3 separate regions of the Zea mays genome follow, and regions 2 and 3 are each linked to region 1. Evidence: chromatin contacts called from public Hi-C data. All regions are on one chromosome and are shown on one strand. Each heading gives the region's core, a stretch centred on a gene start, on an enhancer-like site or on the middle of the called end of the contact. The rest is flanking DNA. Distances are from core to core; before and after follow the strand shown.

Region 1 (2,853 bases), core at 143-2,642:
CATGTCAACAATGTCAAACACAACTTGCTCAGTTCTAGTGTTGTTGATGAATCCGAAGGTCACTGGCATGGTGATCTTGCCCAGTGCTACAATCTGTCTTCCTCCGAAGCCACAGAGAGGGTGTGTAGCATCATTAATCTTATCTTCTGGCTCTTGCATTTGCCTAAAGGCCTTAGCAAATATGATATCAGCTGCACTGCCTGTATCAACCAAGACATTGTGGACCAGAAATCCTTTGATAACACAAGAGATAACCATGGCATCGTTGTGTGGGTAATCCTTGAGTTGAAGGTCCTCTTGGGAGAAGGTAATAAGAATGTGAGACCATCTTGACTTGATGAAGGGTCCTTGCACCCCAACATGCTGTACCCTTCTCTGTGCTTCCTTCTTCTGCTTCTTGTTGGCTGGCTCTGAACATGAACCGCCTGTTATTGGGAGTAGCAGCTTCGGAGCCGAAGCAGCTCCAGCTTGATCGTTGAACGAAGCCATCAGCTCAAAAAAGTGGAAGTGAGTTCACCGGAGGTGGGCGCCAATGTTGGGGACTTGTTCTCAAATGCTATGAATTAAGAACAAGGCAACATAAAATGTTAAATGTTAACGTCCTTCGTCCATGAAGCATTATTCCCTTGAGGATAATGAACCTTGGACAAAGGTTAATGAGAATATGATTACGAAGGTTAAGTCTTCGTAATTGAATTTTAATAGATTGTATAAGATAACATAAAATAAAGGGTATCGAAGGTAAATGAATCATAAACGAATTATATTATAATATATTGAATCATTGAATACAGTTATACCTCTGCCTTGGCAAAGATTGGTTCCCGAATGATGCGATTGCAATTATCAGAATCCGTGAACAGTAAAGGAATACTGTTTACTATTTATAGACACAGGACACAGTCTGTGAAGAATTACAATTATGCCCCTCATAAAAGTTTACAACATTGACTCAGACCCTTATGGACTAAAAGGTCATTCTATCTTTAAGTCGGTTTGTAATACCGAAGCTTCATGAGGAGGAACCTTCGGCCATCCCATACAAACAGCTTCAGCCGAAAACCGCTTCTTCCTACAAGACCTTCGGCGACGAAGCATAGTCCCAACAGGTTTAAAACATCCCAACTAATTTAGTTAATTTCTTGTTAGTTAACTAATAATTAGCTCTAGAGATTTGAAAGATCGATAAGTTGATAAAAATTTATATACCAGTTATTTTTTAAGAAATTATATTATATAGTGTATGTGTTAAAACTAGCTAACCAAAAGGTGTCCATCTTATCGATGACAAATTGTTAAAGATCCCCCACGCAACAAGGAGAGGTGTCCGAGGCCTCCCACCTCATAATTCCAACCCACTGTGTGTGCCGCTGTAGCAGCGCGCGCCACCACCGTCAACTTCTCCCCACCTCGCCGCCGTCTAGATTTCGTCTCCTGGGCTCGAGCAACCGAAGCAGGCTTGGGGTGTTCTCGGAGAGAATCGTTGCCTCGGCCGATGCCGGCCCTGATGTAGGTTTCTGCTCTGCTTTGCCCGGTGCCAACGTCTCTCCCGGAGTAGCGGTTCCGCCGCCCCATGATCTGCCAGTTGGAACACATGGGCGTTCACGGAGGAGGTATCGCTGCTGCTGTCGCCGTTCCGTTCCAATTGCTTGCTTTTCGTTTCGTTTCGTGGGTTGCGTAGGGTGGTTTGGTACTTGGATTCGTGTGAATAACGGGGAACGTGGCAGGTTGCTCTGCTGGACAGTGACCGCATTTGGTAGCGGTGGAGGAAGACGACGAAGAGGAGGAGGAGTAGGCCATGAAGGAGGTGGCCGAGGAAAGGTGCCTTGACCCGCAGCTGTGGCACGCGTGCGCTGGCGGCATGGTGCAGATGCCGCCCGTGCGCTCCCGTGTCTACTACTTCCCGCAGGGTCACGCGGAGCACGCGCATGGCGGCGGGGCCGCGGACCTCGCCGGGGCGCGAGCGCTCCCGTCGCTCGTGCTCTGCAGCGTCACCGGGGTGCGCTTCCTGGCCGATCCGGAGACCGACGAGGTCTTCGCCAAGATCCGCCTGGTGCCGGTCGCGCCCGGCGAGGTGGAGTTCCGAGAGCCCGATGAGTTCAGCGTCGACCCCGCGGACGCCCGGGAGAAGCTTTCTTCCTTCGCCAAGACGCTGACGCAGTCCGACGCCAACAACGGTGGCGGCTTCTCGGTGCCGCGCTACTGCGCCGAGACCATCTTCCCCAAGCTCGACTACCGGGCCGACCCGCCGGTGCAGACGGTGCTTGCCAAGGACGTGCACGGGGAGGTCTGGAAGTTCCGCCACATTTACCGGGGCACGCCGCGCCGGCATTTGCTCACCACGGGATGGAGCACGTTCGTCAACCAGAAGAAGCTCGTCGCCGGGGACTCCATCGTCTTCCTGCGCACTGAGCATGGCGAGCTGTGCGTCGGGATACGGCGTGTCAAGCGGGTGTCCTGTGGTGGCATGGAGTGCATGTCTGGGTGGAACGCCCCGGGGTATGGGGCCTTGTCGGCATTCTTGAAGGATGAGGAGGGTAAGATGATGAAGAGTCATGGTGGGTACATGAGAGGTAGGGGGAAGGTGAAGATCACGGATGTTGTCAACGCCGCAAGTCTAGCAGCGAGCGGACAACCATTTGAAGTTGTGTACTACCCGAGAGCTAGCACACCGGAGTTTGTTGTGAAGGCTGCATCGGTACAGAACGCGATGAGGAACCAGTGGTGCCCGGGGATGAGGTTCAAGATGGCATTTGAGACAGAGGATTCGTCAAGGATCAGTTGGTTTATGGGGACGATAGCTTCTGCTCAGGTTGCTGACCCAATCAGATGGCCAAATTCACCGTGGAGGCT
Region 2 (2,853 bases), core at 128-2,627, 190 kb after region 1:
TTAGGGGCCCTGGGCGAAAACTTATAAGTAGGCCCTTTTAACCCATAAGTAGGTCCTTTTAACCCATGTGTATATATATATAATATCTATATATGCATATATATAATTATAAACATATATGTTGAAAGGTTCAAAAATTATATTAACTAAATTAATAAAAACTTACTTGGCACATTGGATTATCTTATAAAGTTTCTTCGAACACTCTTTAATACAGAGACATTGAGTATGTTATTAATATCGACATATACTATTTCAATCTTGATGATATGATATAACCATATATGTGGACGTAATCGTAGCTTGTCTCTTATATAACCGTAATTACTTGGCAAGAATTAGGGCACTTTGGAAATAGGAAATGACGTATACCGTATACTAGTAAAGTGTTCGTACATTGCTACGTTTTCTATTTACGATTAAGTATATAATATAAAACATAAAGACATGTGTGTTCTATTGGCTAAGTGAGTGTAAATGTTGGTTTAAAGCCAACAATTATGGTTTGAATCCTTATTGTACATAATGTTAGCATTTTTCATTTAAATATAGAATGCACAATGACAGTGGAAATCATGGAACTAGAAAAATGGTGTTTAAATATAGTAGAGACGTGAACGTGATCATAGCTTGGCTTAGATATTTTGATCGATCAACTAACAAAGCGAATGTTGTTTGTTTAGTCTGATTTAATCACCAAACACTGTACTTAAATATATACTTAGTGGGGGGCCCAACATTTTGGGGGCCCTGGGCGGCCGCCCGGCTCGACCACCCCCAGGTCCGGCCCTGCTTAGGGTGTGTTTGGTTGGACGTACAAGAAGGGATAAAAGAGGACGACCATATTTTCTAGTGTTTGGATGCGAGTTACGCAAGAGCAAGGTAAACACGGGAACAATTTTTGATGGCGGCGTGATTAAAAAATAAAGGGGACAATGTCACCCCGCCTCATTTTAGTTTGATCTCGAACAAACGCATCCTTATTACCTGTGTGCATCGCGTGATGCATAACGCCGTTGGGTCGGTCTAAATTATGAATCACATCTATAATACCTACATTCGCAATGTAGGATTTTTCTCCTGCTGGTTTTCACATAAATAATAAACCGTTTGTTTGGTCACTGCCTCACTGCAATTTCGTTGTCATAACTCAAACAGAGGTCAGGGTCACGCGACATTGCAATGTCACGGACAAAATAATGACGTCTTTTCCGTGGAACAGTGGTCCGCGATGCGGCCGCTACTTCTGTCCGCGGACCCCACCGCCAGCTTCAGGGGCTACGTGCACCGAGTCCAGCTGTTCTCGTGGACGTGGCCTTCCGCTCTCCTCCCTCTTCAGCTTTTTCCACCTCTTCTGCAGTTCTTCTCGTGCGCCCTCACAGTAGACGTGCTAGGCTGCTAGCTAGGAGCAGCTCGCTGCAGTGCTTGCTGCCACTCTTCTGTCTCCTCTTGCTGCTTCTCGCTCGCTCGTCTTTAAAGCTGTCGCCTTTTGCCGCTCTCGGCGACTCGGCTCCTGCCTCCTGCCTCCCCTCCTCCTAGTCGGCTCCTCCTGAACCCGCTGGGTTCCTCGTCTGTCGTCTCCTTCTGTTTCGACATTATCCGGCAACCGGGCGGGCTAGCCAGCACTGCTGGTTCTGGGAGGCGTCGCTGGGCGGGTGCGCGCGTGTTTTGCAGTCGATGGCCGAGGCTCCGTGCACCGTCGCGGGGGGCGGTTTGCGCGGACGCGGTGGTACGCTGTGATGCCGGTCAGCAGCTGGCGACGGTGCCCGTGCGTCTCTTGGCTGCTGGTGCGCGCGCGCGGAAAGCTGAACAGGTGAACGCGTCATTCCTCAGAGCCCCCGTTTCGCGTACCTCTGCGGCGAGCCATTGCGTGTTCTTGCGATTTTTTTGGGATTTCTTTCGACTCTGTCAAGCGATCTTCTGGTTGAGCTTTTATCTGCTTTTGCGTGGGAAGTGTGTGTGTGGGATAAAAATTGCGGATTTGAACTGCCGCTCATCTTGCGCGTTGGATTTTGTGGCCTGCAATCTCGTCTTGCGTTGCGGAATCGTGCGGTTCCAGCGTCGTTTTCCCGATCCCCTGTCCCCGACGCGGCTAATCGGCCGCATTTGCGTGTTCTGCTTCTGCAGTGGCCGCCCCTTTTCTCTCCTCGGTTTCAAGCCAAAAGCTGACTCCTTTGCGTGCTTTTCTACGTTTCTTTGCCTGATGGATAGAGACGGCACTTCGTTTTTTCAGGTTATTAAATCTTTGCTAACACCGATTTCGTTGGAATCTCGCAGGTTTTGATCGGTGTGTGAGAAGGTGGAATTGCAGGTAGCGACGGCGTGAGAAGGGTCCGTTTGAGTGTTTGACAAAGGGGAAGTGGTGGTCGGAGGCGGAGAGGACGGGTGCGTGGTGGAGTTTTGCTTTCGGTGCTGGTCGGTGGCCGTGCAACGATGGCAGCAGCCGTAGCGATGCGGAGCGGGAGCAGCGATGGCGGCGGCGGGTACGAGAAGAGCGGGATGGACACGGGCAAGTACGTGCGGTACACGCCGGAGCAGGTGGAGGCGCTGGAGCGGGTGTACGCCGAGTGCCCCAAGCCCAGCTCCGCGCGCAGGCAGCAGCTGCTACGCGAGTGCCCCATCCTCTCAAACATCGAGGCCAAGCAGATTAAAGTCTGGTTCCAGAACCGGAGGTGAGCGCTGACAAATTAGTCAGCAAATCTGTTGGAGCTTATCCTCGAGGAAGTGAATCTCGATGAATCCTTTTGTTTCTACATCGTAATGATGTGATTGGTAGAACGAATAGCCGTAGAAACATCGTAATGATGTCGTGCAAACCTGAAAGTCTGTTCCATGCTATTCTGAGCAAATGGC
Region 3 (2,853 bases), core at 194-2,693, 160 kb before region 1:
AAATCCCGCCCCTTGAGTCTGCTGTTGACATTCTTTTCCCCCTCATAAGAGAACTGTACATACCAACAACGGTCGCTGCTGTTGTACCAGTAGTATGCAATGCGGAACCAATAAGCTTTGTGTGCAGCGACTGAAACTCCTACATGTGTAAGACTGATCAGTAAGGTCTCACTGGGCTCTGGCTCGGTGGCGCTTACAACTTTGTTATTTTGCCATATGATGATTGTGCCAAACCATTATTCTTGATACTACCTGCATTGATGTGAAATCCATAATTTTTACTCTCTCCGTCCTAAAATATGATTTATTTTAGCTCTTGATGTTTATGTCTATACTCAAATAGATGATGATGAATGTAGAAATATATAAAATATATAAATCAAGCATTATGGAGCTATTAGTTGTATTATGAATCTATTAATTGTATTACGAATCTATTAATTATTTAAAACGAATTTTAATTGGCGACGGAGGGAGAACTTTTCGAATTTTTGATTGAGGGTGTCGGATGGAGACATATTGGAGGGGATGTAGGTTCGGCTTGCGTGTTGGAAACATTTGCTGTCCTTGCTGTTAGGCTGCCAAACGGGCATGTCCTCGTTTGTGAGGAAATAATGGTGGTCAGCCTATCAATCCGGCGAAGAATTCTGCATGATTCCAAAATGTTTGGTACTGGTTCCAGTGTCCGGCTGACCAATTGCGCTGTTACATTTCATTTTACGAGACTCGGCAGCAGGTTCAAAATCGTTTTTCTTATACAGCTACTAGTATATCTTTAGCCTAGGCCCAAGGGTGGTGGTCAGTCCTCAGCTGATGCTCGCTGGTCCACTGAAGCCTGATAGTGATAGCTGGTTGTGTGCGGTGTGCCCCCTTCGGATCACCAATCGTGTTTCTGTTCCAGTTCAACCGTGCAGAAAATTCAGTATCAGTCGTTTTCATCCAGCGATGTTACTGCGAGGTACGAACAGAAGGAGAAGTCCTTCATTCCCTTTCCATTTGACGGGATCGCTGGAACGGACCCCGCCGTGTTCGTGCATCGCGCTTGTCAGGATGCTATTGGTGGGCCGGGCTGCAGTGCAAGGTTGGATAGCAGCGTACGCGTCCCTAATTAAAACAGCAGCTGGGGCCTTTGGGGTGAGGCAGCCGAGGTGTCCAAGTGCAAGTGATACGAGTACGATACGTATAATCATTATCATTATCAAGTAGGGGTTACATATATCGGACGATAAATGTACGTATCCCGGGAATACACAAACACACACAGTCCAGGTAGGGCCCATGTATCAGAGAGTAGGACTAGGGACTTGTGTACACTGGTCTGGATGGAATCATACCGTGGCCCTCGTGGCCTCGTGGGTGGGACACCACACGTCCTACACTGCGAGCGCGAGGCAAGAGGAGGGGGAGAAGGCGACGCGGCGCGATCATGCGAGCGACGGCGGGCGTTTGAGCTGTTCGCCACCTACCCCTCCCTCCTTCCTTTCATTTTTCTGGAAGACTTCTTCGGCCTCACGCATCTCCTCCTCCAATCCAATTCACAAACACACACGGGCAATCAATTAGCAGAACCCGCGCCACCCCCCTTCCTCGGAGTCGGAGCGAGTCGAGGAACGGCTCGTCTGCCTCTCCCGTTCTCCTTCCTCTCCTCCCCAGAAGATCCGATCCATCATCGAGGACTCGCCGGGAAGAATCAAGGATATATAGATAATATACAAACAAAGGTTCCTCCAGAGCCCAGAGGTGCGTACGATTCCCCCCCACCCCCGATCGCTCGCTGGCTTACCTCTATCTGTTGTTCGTCCCATTCATTCGTCGTCGATGCGATACGTTTGGCCGCTTGTCTACTTTGATTGATCGTTGAGAACCGGGATCCTTTTTTTTTCCTTCTCGGGGGGTAAACAGGATCAGGAAATTCAGGATTCCGTTGGTGCGTGCGTGCGTGTGTTCGAGTCGTTGTGCACACACACACACACCAGGAAAATCTCCGCAGGCCGCAACATCTTGTCCGCCCCCATTTCACCTTCGTCTCCAAACTGGAGACGGGCCGCCGCCGTACGTCCGTCGCCTTCAGTTTTACGGGCTCTTGTTTCCGACGATCGACGCGCAGGAGCTCGGGCCCCCGCCCGTTTTTCGAGAACACGTTGCCAATTTTAGAGAAGGCGCGTGCGCATTCTTGTGCGTCGCATGTTTTCCGGAGCGTGCGCATCCGTGTGTTGCGTGCTGGAGACTGGAGAGCAAGTGGTGTTAAGGAGTAGTACAGAATTAGCAACGCGGAGGAGTTGGTGGCCGAAATGGCTCCTCACGTATGAACTAGGTCAGGCTGATATACTATTAGTTACAGAATAATCTTAATCTTGGTTAGAAGTTAGAACCCACCTTAGACAGACAGGGGTGGCTTTCTGAATAGACAGGCATGCAATAGATGTTGCCAAGCTGGTAGTCGTAAGCGTCACTGTTGCCAAGCTGGTAGTCAAACCAACCGAAGGGACTCAGCACAAGCACTGCCTAGTGCATAATCCGACGTGGCAGCGCTGCACTGGCCTGACTGAGGAGGAGCCCCTTTGTTCGCCTCTGTGCGTCTGCGCAAATTCCTCACCACGTCATCGCGTGCGTGGCGCCGGTGTTTGGTTTAGGTAATCTAGTAATAAAAGGGATTGAAATGGATTGATATGTATTGTGATAGTTTTTTGATTTATTAGGAATTTATACACTCTCCAATCCCTCCAAACCATTTCAATACTAAAGTAACCAAAGTTTAGTTTGTGACTTCGTGTCATATCAAATATTTGAATATCAATTATGAGTATTAAATATCGACTTAATTAGGTTTAATAAATTTCTATCGTCTTTTAG

What was found. Hi-C and Micro-C count contacts between places; a contact is called where the count stands out from the background.
Region 2: a Hi-C map of tassel shows a contact between it and region 1, with 8 times the contacts expected there. The contact joins the promoter of LOC100192627 here to the promoter of LOC100304210 in region 1. A contact is called at or near these places in 10 of 25 Hi-C or Micro-C datasets (bundle sheath, ear, leaf and 3 more) and 1 of 3 datasets of contacts at active chromatin or transcription factors (leaf).
Region 3: a Hi-C map of bundle sheath shows a contact between it and region 1, with 2.8 times the contacts expected there. The contact joins the promoter of LOC100216974 here to the promoter of LOC100304210 in region 1. A contact is called at or near these places in 5 of 25 Hi-C or Micro-C datasets (bundle sheath, ear, endosperm and 2 more).

The regions. Positions count from the first base shown.
Region 1 is chr1:236,390,437-236,393,289 of Zm-B73-REFERENCE-NAM-5.0, reverse strand. It overlaps LOC100304210, which reads left to right and starts at 1,392. Exons shown (of 4, transcript NM_001165660.1): 1 at 1,392-1,613; 2 at 1,728-2,853. The coding sequence starts at 1,799.
Region 2 is chr1:236,197,193-236,200,045 of Zm-B73-REFERENCE-NAM-5.0, reverse strand. LOC100192627 reads left to right here and starts at 1,377. Exons shown (of 19, transcript NM_001329573.1): 1 at 1,377-1,813; 2 at 2,278-2,672. The coding sequence starts at 2,434.
Region 3 is chr1:236,554,624-236,557,476 of Zm-B73-REFERENCE-NAM-5.0, reverse strand. LOC100216974 reads left to right here and starts at 1,443. Exons shown (of 8, transcript NM_001317379.1): 1 at 1,443-1,740. LOC100286228 (mitochondrial import inner membrane translocase subunit TIM16) reads left to right here. Exons shown (of 4, transcript NM_001159116.2): 4 at 1-245. The coding sequence ends at 1.